Regions from separate parts of the Manis pentadactyla genome. Here region 1 is linked to region 2. A link is a contact called in public Hi-C data. All regions are on one chromosome and are shown on one strand. The core of a region is the stretch at or near the end of the contact, and the rest is flanking DNA. Distances in the headings are between cores, read along the strand shown.

Evidence for each region. A called contact is a pair of places that touch in the nucleus more often than the background predicts.
Region 1: a Hi-C map of skin fibroblasts shows a contact between it and region 2, with 7 times the contacts expected there. The contact joins the promoter of ELFN1 here to the promoter of NUDT1 in region 2. A contact is called at or near these places in 2 of 3 Hi-C or Micro-C datasets (fibroblasts and skin fibroblasts).

The regions. Positions count from the first base shown.
Region 1 is chr10:103,912,678-103,919,062 of mManPen7.hap1, reverse strand. It overlaps ELFN1 (extracellular leucine rich repeat and fibronectin type III domain containing 1), which reads left to right and starts at 2,412. Exons shown (of 2, transcript XM_036932834.2): 1 at 2,412-2,679.
Region 2 is chr10:103,447,972-103,454,373 of mManPen7.hap1, reverse strand. NUDT1 (nudix hydrolase 1) reads left to right here and starts at 2,366. Exons shown (of 4, transcript XM_036932858.2): 1 at 2,366-2,482; 2 at 4,004-4,170. The coding sequence starts at 4,019. It overlaps MRM2 (mitochondrial rRNA methyltransferase 2), which reads right to left and starts at 2,457. Exons shown (of 3, transcript XM_036932857.2): 1 at 2,335-2,457; 2 at 215-504. The coding sequence starts at 2,342.

The DNA of each region.
Region 1 (6,385 bases), core at 1,163-3,662, 460 kb before region 2:
TTAATAGTACTCACTTCTGGGGTGGCTACGAGGATGCAACCAGGAAGCACATGTCTGACACACAGAGGTGAATTTTGTGACTCCATATGGGTATGTGACGGGGTAGGTGTGGACAACCCATATTTGATTTAGAGGTGTATGGAGCAGGATGCCATTATAACTGGCTATACCAGCTGGGCTTTTGTGAGGGTGGGGCAATGTCCTTCCTGTCCCCAAACTCTGGGGCAGGGGCAGGGGTTGAGGGAGAGGTTGGTAGGGTGAGGTCAGGGCTGTAGACATGCAGTGTATGGGTGTAATGTGTGTGTCTCAACAGAAGACTGCATGCGGCTTTCGGGGGGATGAGTATCTGAGTGAGAGAGGAGAGAGAGCAAGAGATACTGCCTCACAACAGGAAGGCCCAGGGCAGGAGGGGTCCGGCTTTGTTTAGCCCAGAAAGACCCACCTCTTTCCCACTCCTCCCTCCAGGTCTGCCCTGGGGTCTCCCATTCCAGCTTGAAGGGTGTCTGGCCTTTTGAGGGGGGGCAGCAGGTAGGCGCTGCCTTCTCAGAGAAAACAAGGGCATATTTCAACATTGCAAGGATCTGGAGAGGCAGTTGGAGGCGAAACGCAGGAAAGGCCTGGACTTTGGACAGGAGAGCTCCCCTCTGGCAGAACAGCTCCTGGGGAACCAGGTCAGGGACTCTCAAGACTCTGAGGTTTGGGGAGAGAGAAAGTGGGAAAGGGGCAGCATGCTGGCCTAGTCTACAGAGGGGCAGTGTACCACTAGGGACCTAGGTAACAGAGAGCCCAAGGCCGGCCTCTGTCCCCACATGACAGTCCCAGGAAGTCTGAGTGCTCCTACGCATGACCTCAAGGACAGGACAGCCAGCAGATAGTGGCTTCTACCTTGCTCGTCAGCCTCTAGGTCCCTGAGTGCAGGGGAAAAGTGGTAGCTTCTCGACCCCCACCCCCCTTTGGGGTCTTGGTTCCCCGGCTCTCCCTTGGGGACAGAGAGTTTGCAGAGAGAGACTCGGGGTGGGGTGGGAGAAGCGCGGGGCGGACCGCGGCTGGCCAGTGCTGCAGGCTGGATGGAGTTTACAGGCTGCGAGGAGGCCTGTGGACCGGACCCTGAACCGGAACCCTGCGCGTCTATCTCGAACGCTCCAGCCTTTGCCTTAGTTCCTCGTAGCATCACGCACCATTCCCGCGCCTGTCCTGGGGTCACCTCCCAGAGGGGCACCCCTGGGACAGCCGCCTCCCTTTCCAGCAGCCCCTCCCCTTTGCCGTGCGCATTCCCAGGCTCTCAGCTCGGCCCCCACAGCCTCTGCCTGCCTTGGCCGGCCGCGGGGCAGGGGCGCAGTGCAGGGTCGGCGTCCGAGGGTCGCGCCCGCGCCCGCGGGGGTGCGGGGTCCGCAGATCCAAGTCCACTGCTCGGAAGCGGCGCTCAGCCCGTGCCGGGCGGGGGCGCTCTTAAGCCGGTTTGGAATTTTTACCCAACGCGCCAGTCGCAGGCCGGGGCAGGGGCGGTGGGGAGTGGGAGCCGCCCCGGGGGCGACGTGGACGCTGCCTGCGGACTCGCGGCGACGAGGGGACTGTAAATTGAAAACCATGTTTAGAGGTCAACGCAGAGATTTAGGGCCCCCGAGGATTCGGGAGGCGAACGCGGGGACAGTGGGATCGGCGGGAGGAAAATCCGCTAAACCGAACCTTCCGGGAATCGGAAGGGGCCTGGCTGGTCCACGCCCCCTCTCTTCCCCCAGCGGAGGCAAGGCGAGCAATGGGAGGGGCAATGAGGGGTGGCGATCTGCGGTAGGGCCAGTCCTGAGGGCGCGACCACCCTCTCGTCCCCACCCCCTGAAACGCGCGCCCCTGCGGGATACGCTTTTCACTCGCGGACACGCGCGTCCACACAGGGTCTGACTTCGGGTCAACTTTCACGCTGTTCCCTCTGTGTGTCCACGGCTGTGTCCGCACGCGCGTGCACATCTCCGCCCCAGGGGCCCATCTCCAAACGCCACCTTGGGAGCTTCTGCTCCCCGCGGTGGCCTGGGGCGGGGACAGGGGCGCGCAGACAGGCCCAGAGTAGCTGGCGAGGATGCCTCGGGGTCCCCCACGACTCCCACCGCACGCTTCAACTTCCCCTCCCGCGTCGTCCTCCAGGTACCCCCGGTCCACCGACGTGCGGGAGCGACCCCCACAGCCCGCCCCTCCGGCCGCCCCCTCTCGCGTCCACCGCCCCTCCTCCCTCCCGCTCCAGCTCCTACAGGAAACCTTCCATCACGCTCAGAAAGAATGTGCCACAGTCTCGGCGCTGCCGCGGCCGCCGCCACTGCGCCCGCGCCCGAGCCGGAGCCGCCGCTCCCCCGCCTGCCCGGCCGGCCCCGGGCTCGGAGCGCGCTGTCCCCGCCGCCGCCGCCCCGCGCTCGCCCCGCGCTTGACGCAGTGAGAGCCGCAGCCCGGCTCCCGCCGGCTCCGCTCCGCTCCCCGTCGCAGGCCGAGCCCAGCCCGGCGGGCCCCGGGAGGGGCGGGCAGGGCGCGAGGGGGAGGAGATCTGTCTGGAGCCAGCAAGCCCGGCGGAGGAAGAGGAGGAGGAAGGAAGGGAAGGCGCCGCCGCCGCCGCCGCCGCGCTCCAGGGACCTGGGGGCGCGCGCTCCGCTCGCCCTGGCCGTGCCTCCGGCCCCCGGCCCGCCCCCGGCCCAGGTAGGAAGGGGCTCATGGGGGAGGGGGCTGCGCGAGGCTGCGGGGGCTGGGGGTCTCTTCTGCGGCAGCTTGCGGGGCTGGTTGGTCCCCGCCCCTGGAGGAGGCGGGGAAGATGCCCACCCTGGCGGCAGTGGGGGCGGGCACGGGGGTCCCCAGAGGCTCTCGCAGCCCGGGCCACCCAGCCCCACGTCCTACCCCGAGTGTCCGTGCCGGGGCCGAGTACCCCACCCCGGGCTTGGGTTATGGCGTGTGGGGTCCGCGGTTCCCGGTTCCCCCAATCCCCTTGGTTCGGAGGCGGGAGTACCCGAAGTTAGCGGTCGCGGAGAGCCGGTCGGACAAAGTTCCGTCCCGGACGGCGCGGCTCGAAGGCCCGGGACCCCGGACCCCTCGGGCTAGGAGGCGCGACGGGGACCCCGAAACTTTCCTGAGCGTTGTGAGCGCGGAGGGCGGTCTGGACAGGGAGCGGAGAAAGGGGTGGTCTTGCTTGCGAGCGCATGATGGTAGCCGCGGCGCCCCAAGTTGGCCCGGAGACTGTCTCCCCAATCTGGGACCCAATCTCGTAATTGAGGGCGGGCAGGCAGTGGACTCTGGGTGGCTAGCCTCATCACAGTGGGCGTGGGGGGAGCGGCGCTGCGCCTCGCACGGCGAAGCCCTTGGAGGGGGTGTTGCAGGACACCCTCCCTCCCCCATGTCCGGTCTCCAAGCTCTGCCCGCCGATGCCGAGCTCGCGCGAAGGACCCGGCTCGCGGCTATTAATAGGCGCCTGTGACCAGAGCCTCTCCTGCCCGCCGGGGAAGCTGCGAAGCGGGGCTTGGCCGCGGGGTAGGGCGGGATCCCGGGCTCAGAGCTGTCCCCCTTCCCACCTCTCCTGGTCCCCTTCCTGTCTCTCCTCCTTCCTTGCCCCCCTCTGTGCTCCCAATCTTTTCTCTCCGGTCTCGGGGTGTCGCCCCCAACTTTTTCTCTTCCCAAACTGCACAGTGTGGCCTGTCCGTCCCATCAATCGGGGGCCCAGGCCAGACCGGATTCGATCACAGTTCCCAGCCGAGTCCTCCTTTGCTGAGTGTGTGTGGGGTCCCTGCGGCCAGGCTGCTGGGGATGAGCGGGAACTTCCTCCACCCGCCCTTTCTCCCAAACTGCACACCGGCGCGCGACACGTCCGCCCCTCCACGCCCGCACCCCTCGCGGGCCGCGGCCACCCCATCTGAGGGCCTGGTTATCGGGGGTCGCCGTGGGAGGGGACCTAGGAAGCTCCTGAGAGCGTTTTGGGGTGTAACAACAGCTGCGTGTGCAGGGAGGCAATGCCCTGGTGGCCGCCCTTCCAGCGTCGCCTTCGCGCACCCGAAGGCCCAGGAATTCTTCCCTCCCCCCACCCCGCCCGATCCGATCCGAGCTTGAGTGGATTTGAATATCTGGGGGACGGGAATACGGGTCCTTATTCCCGTCTGACCATTGCAGAGCCCAGCCCCACGGAGCCTGGGGGTCTTCGTCCCCTGGGGCTGGTTGCCGGCCCCGCCCCCTCCGCCAACTCCGGGACCCCGACGCCCTCCAGCGCTCGCGTGCTGCGCGGCAGCCCTCTCCGAGCTGCGGTGAGCGACGTGTCGCGTCCTTTCCCCTGCTCTGGGTCTGGGGGTGGCGCAGGGGGCGTGGGGCGCAGTGTCGGGTCCCTGACAGATGTCCTCGAGGCGGCGGCGAAAGAGTCTGTCAGAGAATTGATGACTTACACGCAGGCCGCCAATCGCCGCGGCCACGGGGGAGGGGCGACCCAGCCGAGGCTGGGGGACGAGGTCGCAACCGGCTACGCAGCGTCCTCTCCGGGTGGGGGTGCGGCGGGAGGGCCCCGACGCCAGCTGTTCTGCATTGCCTCTAACCCCGTGGCCCCAGCTCTGTCCTTCTGTGTCTGCGCCCGGTTGCTGGGACGCTCCCGACGGGACCTCTACCGAGCTCCTCCAGTTGACCTCTGGGCCCCTTCGGCCGAGCCCTGACGCTGGGCGTCCGCGTACTTGCCTGGGGAGGTCAGGCAGTGAGAGGCAAGGGCGGTGTGAGGCCTCCGGCCTCGTCGTGCACGCAGCAGAAATGGGCTCATAGTCCTTGGGCCGGGGCAGTAGCCAGCAGGTCCTGATGTAACTGGGCAGGCTCCTAGCACAGACGCTGGCACGCAGGAGAGACCGGGCCAACGCCGCCCCATTCAAGACCAAAGCCAGAGAGCTGCTTGGCCAGCGAGGGCCTGGGGAGCCCGCTGGAAAGGGGGATGGGTCACCACTGGCAGGGGGTGCCTAAAAAAGGCTGCGCTGAGGCCTTGAGTCTCTCCTGGGCGGGGCCCACACTGAATGAGGCAGGAGGCGGTAGGTTGCTTTCTCAGACCTTCCAAGAGTGACCAGCCGTTCCTCTGGGGGAAGACGTTTCTCCCCAGTCAGGCAGGCACCAGCTGGGGAGGCCCCTTAGCAGGAGGAGAGGGGAGCCCTCTCCTCCAGCTCTCGGCCCTCTGTGCCCAGGCCTGGCACACCTGAGGCTGTAGTACCTCGCTGGTGATAAACAAGGGCCTGTCCTTAGCCTGCTGGGCCAGAGGGCTGGGCAGGGGGCAGCCCAAGGAGAAAGGCTTCACTCCGATGTCCCAAATGGCCCAGCTGCCTTCTTCCTTCTGCCTCCCCAGACCCTGGGAGCTGTTGTATATTTCCCGCTGGCTGTACCACCCCCCCGCATGGTGTGTAACAAGGGGTACCCCGGTTTTTCTCCTAGCACCCTGGCTATGGCTCTGTACCCATGTACCCACTCTCAAAGGCGCCCCACCCACCAGGCAGGAGGGGGGCCACTCAGCACTAAATTGCCACATTCGGCCTGGGTCGGTGGGCAGCTCTGAGCCCACTCCTGCTTCGTGGTCAGCCTTCTGTTGGGGGCACGGGACTGCCAGTCCATATAGGGTTGCTTGAGCTGTGGGCGTTCATTCACATTCCCTCTCCGGTGCCCCACACACTATAGGATTTATCTTGATTTGCTGCCTTTGAATTGAGTCAACTCTTTTGTATGCTCGTTGAATTGCCCAGCTGCTGGCGGGAGCGGAGAGCGTGCAGGGGGTACTGAGGCCGGGAATCAGAGGCAGGCGGGGGACAGGAAGCGGGGAGGGGGCGCGGGCGCCCGCAGGGAAGGGCCAGGCTGCGCGGGGACTGGAGCGGCCCTGAGGAGCAGGCGGCCAGGGGCAGCTGAGCTGGCCGAGGGCACTGCCGGGGCCTGCCCGGCCGAGCGAGGAAAGAGGCAGGAGGGGTCAGAGGCTCCGTCCTTGGGGGTCGAGGCTGCCCCTCAGCCTCTGCTTCGGACGGCTGTGTGGCGATGGGCAATACCCTGGGCCTCTCCTGACTCAGTTTCCTCCCCTGTAACATGCGGAAAGGGGGGCTTCCCCACACGCAGGCTTGTGGGGATCAAACTAAATGGGAAGAGTGTTCGAGAGCCCCCCGGAGTCATCCCAGAGGTGAGGAGACGGGAGGAAGGGGCCCCAGGGCTGTGGGGGCGGCCCTAGCTGCCCGCCTCAGTGTCTCTCCGAGGGGCCGGACATACGAGCTGCCCAGGTCCTGGGGACGCCTCGGCTTTGCTTAATGTGGTGGGGGTCTAGGGTGGCTCATCCAGGCGACAGCTGTTGCGCACTCCGCCACCAGAGTGCCGCCCCCGGCCCCCGCCCCCACTTGACTGTGGGTGGAAGGGCCGGGAAGCGGAA
Region 2 (6,402 bases), core at 1,117-3,616:
TGCGGTGATTTTAATCAGTACACCTGTCTACCTTGCCTTTCATTCTGAAAACGTCAGTGTCTATGTTCATCATTACTACTAAACAACCAGCTCAGGGGTATGTGACTCTGGAAAGTGCCCCACTGGCACTACGTGTCCTCTGGCGGAGGGCACTAGCTGCCTCAGTCACAGACTCCTGAGGTCAGAGGCCCTCAGAGCAGCGTGGAGGCCCCACCTGTGCCTGCAGCGTTGACTTTCCGCACTGCCACCTGGCTCCACGCCCCCGGTGCTGCCCCACAGTCTAACACCCGGAAGCCAGGCTGCAGGATCCGGTGCTTCTCGTTCACCTCCAGAAGCTTGAAGGCACTTCGACACCGGTAACTCTCCACCTTGGCAGCTTTCACAAATGGGTCCTTCAAGTGCCGCATCAGCCACAGGTGCTCCACACCAGTCCGACCCTTGAAGGTACTCCCAGCAGCGTGGAACCCCTGGCGCTGGAGGGACACTCGCACCAGCTTCAAGGACCTGTTGAGAGAGAGGCAGCAAGCAGGCATCACACAGATGGGGAGGTCGCCAGTGTGAGGGACTCTTGGCTCAACCCACACATTGTGGGTGATGGAGCACGGAGGCCCAAGACAAGGGGAGGCTTGACCATACTACACAGCCAGGAAGTGGGTATGGTGGCTGAACTGCGGCCCCCCAGAAACTCCTATGTTGAAGTCCTAACTCCCAGGACCTTGAAATGTAACTAGTCTTTAAAGAGGCAATTAAAATGAAGTCATGGGGGGAGGGCCCTAACCCAGTCTGACTGGTGTCCTCACGAGAGGAAATAAGGACACACAGAGGGATGGCCACATGAGGACACAGGAGAACATGGTAACTGCCAGTCAAAGAGGGTGGCCACAGAAGGAACCAGCCCTGTGACGCCCTGATGTCTAGCTCGCAGACTGAGAGCAACAGTTTCTGCTGTTTGGGCTGTCCATCCTCGGTGCTCTGTTATGGACTGAGCAAGCTCACCCAGCAGGCATCTACCCTTCAGTCAAGGGGCTTTCTCTCATGAAGTTTTGTTCAGAAGGAAAGCTCAGACAGCAACAATAGTCACCTCATTTGTGTCAACAAAAATGTTCCCATCCTGGGTGGGTACTGATAAAATTAAGGAAGGTATATTCTTTCTCTTCTAGTACAAAATCTGGGCTCTGAGACTGCTAGAACACCCGAGGAGCACAAGCCCCACCTTAGTCCCACCACTTCAGCAGCTGGCACCAGGCCTGACCTGCCACGTTTCTTAATAAAACTGAACTCAACCTGCATGAACAGTTGAAGGGCAATTTCCAAGTCTCTTTGGCAAAGTTAGGTTTTGAACAGTTTGTCGACTGCCACACCTCCCCTCATTTAAATCTCAAAAGAGCCATACGAAGTAGGTCCAAATCCATTTCTTTTTTATGAAGAAAGAGCTATTATTATCCCCACGGCTCTAGGCCAAAAGCCCTTCAACACCACAACACCAAAGCACGATTATAAGATTTGTTAGAGACAGTAACTCCAGAATCATTGCCTTCAAAAGACAAAAGGGGTCTCATGGGAAGAGAGCACAGTGGTCCAGGGCGCCAGAACTAATTCCAGGGATCGGGGAAGGAGTGAAGAGCAAAGAAGCACGCCCCCAAGCCGCCTGATTTGGGCAGCTGACCTCCAGCGCCACCCCGCGTCCTGCATTCAGTCACACCGGCCTCACCTTTCTCGCAAGTCGGATGCCACAGCCTTCAGGCCAGCGGTGCTCTTCCTAAGTTCCACCTCACCTGCAGGCCGCCTCGCCGCCCCCTCTTCTCCACCTGCGGTCACCTCGCCCGCCCCCCAACCTGCAGTGTGCCACCTCGCAGGCCCATCCTCTCCACCTTCAAGTCACCTCGCCGCCCCCTCCTCTCCACCTGCAAGTCACCTCGCAGGCCCATCCTCTCCACCTGCAGGTCACCTAGCCCGCCCCCCCACCTGCAGCCCCACCTTGCCGCCCCCTCCTCTCCACCTGCAGGGTGAGCTCGCCCGCCCCCCCACCTGCAGTGCCGCCTCGCAGGCCCATCCTCTCCCCCTGCAGGCCGCCTCGCCGCCCCCTCCTCTCCACCTGCAGGTGACCTCGCCCGCCCCACCACCCAAAGTCCCCTGCAGCTCTCAGCCCGCTTGTCGCTCCTCCGCCAACGGCTCGCCTCCCGTCTGAAGTGCCCAGAGTCCCCTAGTCGCCATGCCCGAGCAGGCCGTGTACGGCCAGGCCGGAAGTGGATTCGGCGCCCCTGTTCTGACGAGGAAACCGGGCGCGAGCCCCAGGCGACCCCGGTCCCCCGCACGCCCTCACAGCCGACTCACCGCGCCATGGCCGCCGGAAGTGCGACCGACTTCCGGCCCGAGGACACGCCCCCGGCGGCGGCGCGCGGTGGGACGGCGAGCCCCGCGGCCGCGCTGCCAGGTGAGCCAGGGACTCCGAGGAGCCGGGCCCAGGAGAGCGAGGCACCAGGTGAGCTTGCGGACCCGGCCAGCGCGAGAGCGAGGTCGGGACCAGTGGAGCAGAGGCCGCAGAGGAGGGAGGAGGTGGATCTGGCGCAGGGGTCATGGGACCTGGGGCACCGGGACCCTGTGAAGGACAGACAGGACAGGGAACCTTCATTTACCGAGTGGCCAGGTGTGCAAGACTCAGCCTGGTGCCCTGTGTATATTGTGTCTTTCGACCCTGATTAAGGGGCTTCAGTTTACAGATGACTGGACTCAGAAGCCACATGGCTAACAGGTGGGCCGCGCAGCCCTGATGCCAGCCTCCCTGGTCCCTGCCATTAGCTAGGCTCTCTGAGGACCTGACCAGTTGTAGTACAAGCCTCTCGTTTCTGGACCTGGGGCCACCTAGATATCAACAGCCAGTAGACCCAGCTCTGGGCCCTGGCTCTGCTGTTTGACCTCAGGTCAGTCTTCACCTCTCTGAGCTTCATTTCCGCCTCTGAATATGGGGAAAGCAGGTCTTTGCGCACAGTTGTTGGGTCTGTGAAGTGGGGTGGATTTTGTAAAGAAGTCTGAATAAGTGAGTGCCGATGTACCTCGTATCCGCCTCCCTCTCGCCCTCACAGTTTACTTGGGAAGCCAGGGCCATGGGCATAAACAATTTGGTGCCAGGACAAAGTATGCAGGCCTAAAGGGCTTGACCCCCAGAGCCCGCCCCTTCCGCCTGACCTACCCCACCGCCAGGACTCCGCTACAGGTCCCGTTTATCAGAAACCGTAACTAAAAATAAAGCATGGGGTCCCAGGCCCTCCACCCTGCATCTCCTCAGGTGTGGTCCCTGGAGCAGGAGACATGTTCGGTGACCCCAGGCTGGAGTAGGGACGGGCCGGCAGGGCACCTGGCCCTGGTCCTCCACCATCTCTCCAGCAGCAGCCCAGACATCATCCAGCCCAGGCAGAGTCTTTCTCTGGACTACACACCATTTTTCTTTCTCTGGATCATTGAAGCAGGAGGCCCCTTGTGGTTCCAGTGCCCTCCCCAAGTGCCAGGTCCCAGAGCAACAATAGCTGTGGGCAAAATATAAACTATGACAAGAGGGAGGGCCCAGGAGCCATGCATTTCCTGGGACTCTGGAGGTCTGCTACTGCAGAGAGGCAGACGCCAGACCCCAGTAGGCCAGTCCCCCATTCATGAAAGGCCAAGGGCAAGATCTGACCCAAGGACTGATGGATGAACTGCATGGTTTCCTTGGTGCCAGCTGGGCACAGGCTGACAGAGGACCAAGAACAGCCCCGTGCCAAGGAAGGAAGGGGAAGATAGAGCCATCTCCTGACCTGCTGGCCAGCAAAGGGCCAGGGCATTGAGGCCACTGCGTTCTGAGAGTCAGGCGTCTGTTGTACTAGATGATCATTTGTTCACTGACAGGTTTCCCCTCCCTGCCTTTCAGAACATGTTTCTGACTTCCCTGCCCCCAGCCATCGCAACACGCTGATTCCATCCTCGTCCTGTTCCCACCCAAACTGACCCAGCCCTCTTCCTTCTCAAGGGGCCCCCAGGGACCATGGGCACCTCCAAGCTCTACACCCTGGTGCTGGTCCTTCAGCCTCAGCGAGTGCTCCTCGGCATGAAGAAACGAGGCTTCGGGGCTGGCCGGTGGAATGGCTTCGGGGGCAAAGTTGAGGACGGAGAGACCATCGAGGAGGGGGCCAAGAGGTGAGGGAGGCGTGGGCCTGAGCACAGAACCAGCTGCAGAGCCTGACCCGATTTCCCCACTTAGAGCTTGGGGCCTGGGGCGTGTACTGGGTCCGAGCCTGCAAAATGGGAATCATAAAAGTCACAGTTCCTCTTAGGGTTGTCAGGAAGATCAAGGACATGACACGAGGACTTGGAAGAGTAGTCAGTGCTGAGGACAGGAGCTGTAGTCGGGGGCGGGAGCAGTTAGGATGCATTTGGGGAGTGTGTGTGGCTTGAGAAGTCCTGGCTTCCTTTCCAGTGAGGGGTGTGCCCAGGCCCTTGGCTCTTGTGCAGGGGAGCTGATGAGTGTTTCGACTGGATGCTTTTGCACGGTGTCAGGTAATCCTCAGCACAATCCACAGCCTCCCATGGGAAGGAACCAAGGCTCTGAAGGTCAAGCAGCTTTGCTGAGATACCTCAGCCCCCCAGACGTCAGCCTGTGCCTTCCTCTCTCCTCACAGGCATGTGTGGAGGAAACTGGGGGGTCAACATCGCAAAGCGCTGCACAAACTGTAGCTCCTGTTAATGTCATTCTGGGAGCGTTGGCAGCCATCAGGCCACCTTCCCCGGAGAAGAGAAGAGCTCCCCAAATGCACACTAATGAGGTTTCTGAAAGGCAGGAAAGCTGGCAACGTTGCAGCCCAGTGGCTTTCAAGTTTGGGGTGTTTTTTTTTTTAAGTCAGAAGTCAGAGTAAAAAATGTTTATACTCTGATAACAGCAAAACACTTCCTATGTGAAAGTATTCCAGTGTAGTCCCCATGCTTTATTTGAATCACCAGTCACAGTCTACTAAGCTGACTTCACAGTGCACAGCAGGCCATGGCCCACAGTTTGAAAGCCCTGCATGGTGTTCCCACCGTGCACCTCCGCTCCTCGGCCTGGAACCCAGGGTTGCAGCCACCGATGCCCTTAGTCATTTGTTTTTGCAAAAAAAAAAAAAAAAGCCCAGTCTTGTGAGACTCTGGCACTTAGCCCTGTGAGCCATGCCTGGGTTGGGATGGGCTGCAGGAGAAACAGAGTGGAGAATGGACAGCAATGGGGGCGCAGGTGGTCACTTTGCCAACCGCAAACATGTCCTTCCAAGACTGGTCCTTGGGTCACTGGTTTATGTAACACCCACCACTACTGCTCAGTGTCAGACACAGAGGAGCAGGTCCCAGCCACTGCCCCTAGTCGCTGCTGGGCCCTGGGGGTGTGCAGAGAGCAGGTCTAGTGGACACCCAGTGGTCCGGGGCATCCGGAATAGAGGGAGGGCAGGTAAGGGCCCAGAACTCCCAAAGGGCCTGCCATTCGGTCCCGGCAAGTGGAAGGTGGAGGGGCACCATGCCCCAAAGCACCGGGAGCTAAGGAGACCCCTTGGGAGGGGCCCCAGATGGCTTCACCTCAGCCCCTTGCCATGATGGTGACAAGAAAACCCCCATGGCCACCGAAGCAGCCCAGGGTTATGAACTTTCCCTCTTGTCCTCCCAACAGTGTTCATGCCCAGAATGGGAAACGGACAGAAGGACCCTCAGTATGGAGTACTGAGCGGGCTTGAGGTTAGGTAGGAAACCTCTTTCCACACAAGCATGTGGTTTCTGTCCCTGAATGTAACTTGAATGTATCTGGGTGTCACCCTCTGCTGCGGTATCCAGACCATCCCCTCTCACCTAGACAGGTGCAGGAGCCTCCTACCTGGGCCCCCCACTCCACAGTCCATTCTCCACATGACTGCCAGGTGACCCTCCTGATTAAGGCTGGGTTGGGGTCAAGCTCTGGGGCTGGGTCCAGGTCTGGAGGTCTGGGTTGGGGTCTGGGGGTGTAGATCTGGGTCCGAGTCTCTCCGACTCATGCATTAAGTGCCTCTATCAGCTACCAGTGCACTAAACGACCTGTCACTCACTGAGCCCCCAAGTGCAGCGCCCGGCTGCCCCTCATGTTAGCTCCCACCCCCCTCCTCCCAGCTCCCCATGTTGGGCCCCTCCTGGCTTTCCAGTTAGGAAAGCTAAGTGGCCTATGCCCCTGTGCAGATCACACTGTGCACTGAACGACTCTCTTCTGTCTGTGTTCCCCCATAAGCACGCTCTGAGGCCACGACTGGGGGCTTTTCTCAGTTTGTTTTGAAGTCAACGTGCCCAAATCAGGGAGTTTTTAAGAAATAGGTTGGTCATTTAGCCTGTAGGCAGATCAAGAAACAGAAATGGAGCCAGATGCTGCCCTCTGGTGGGCAG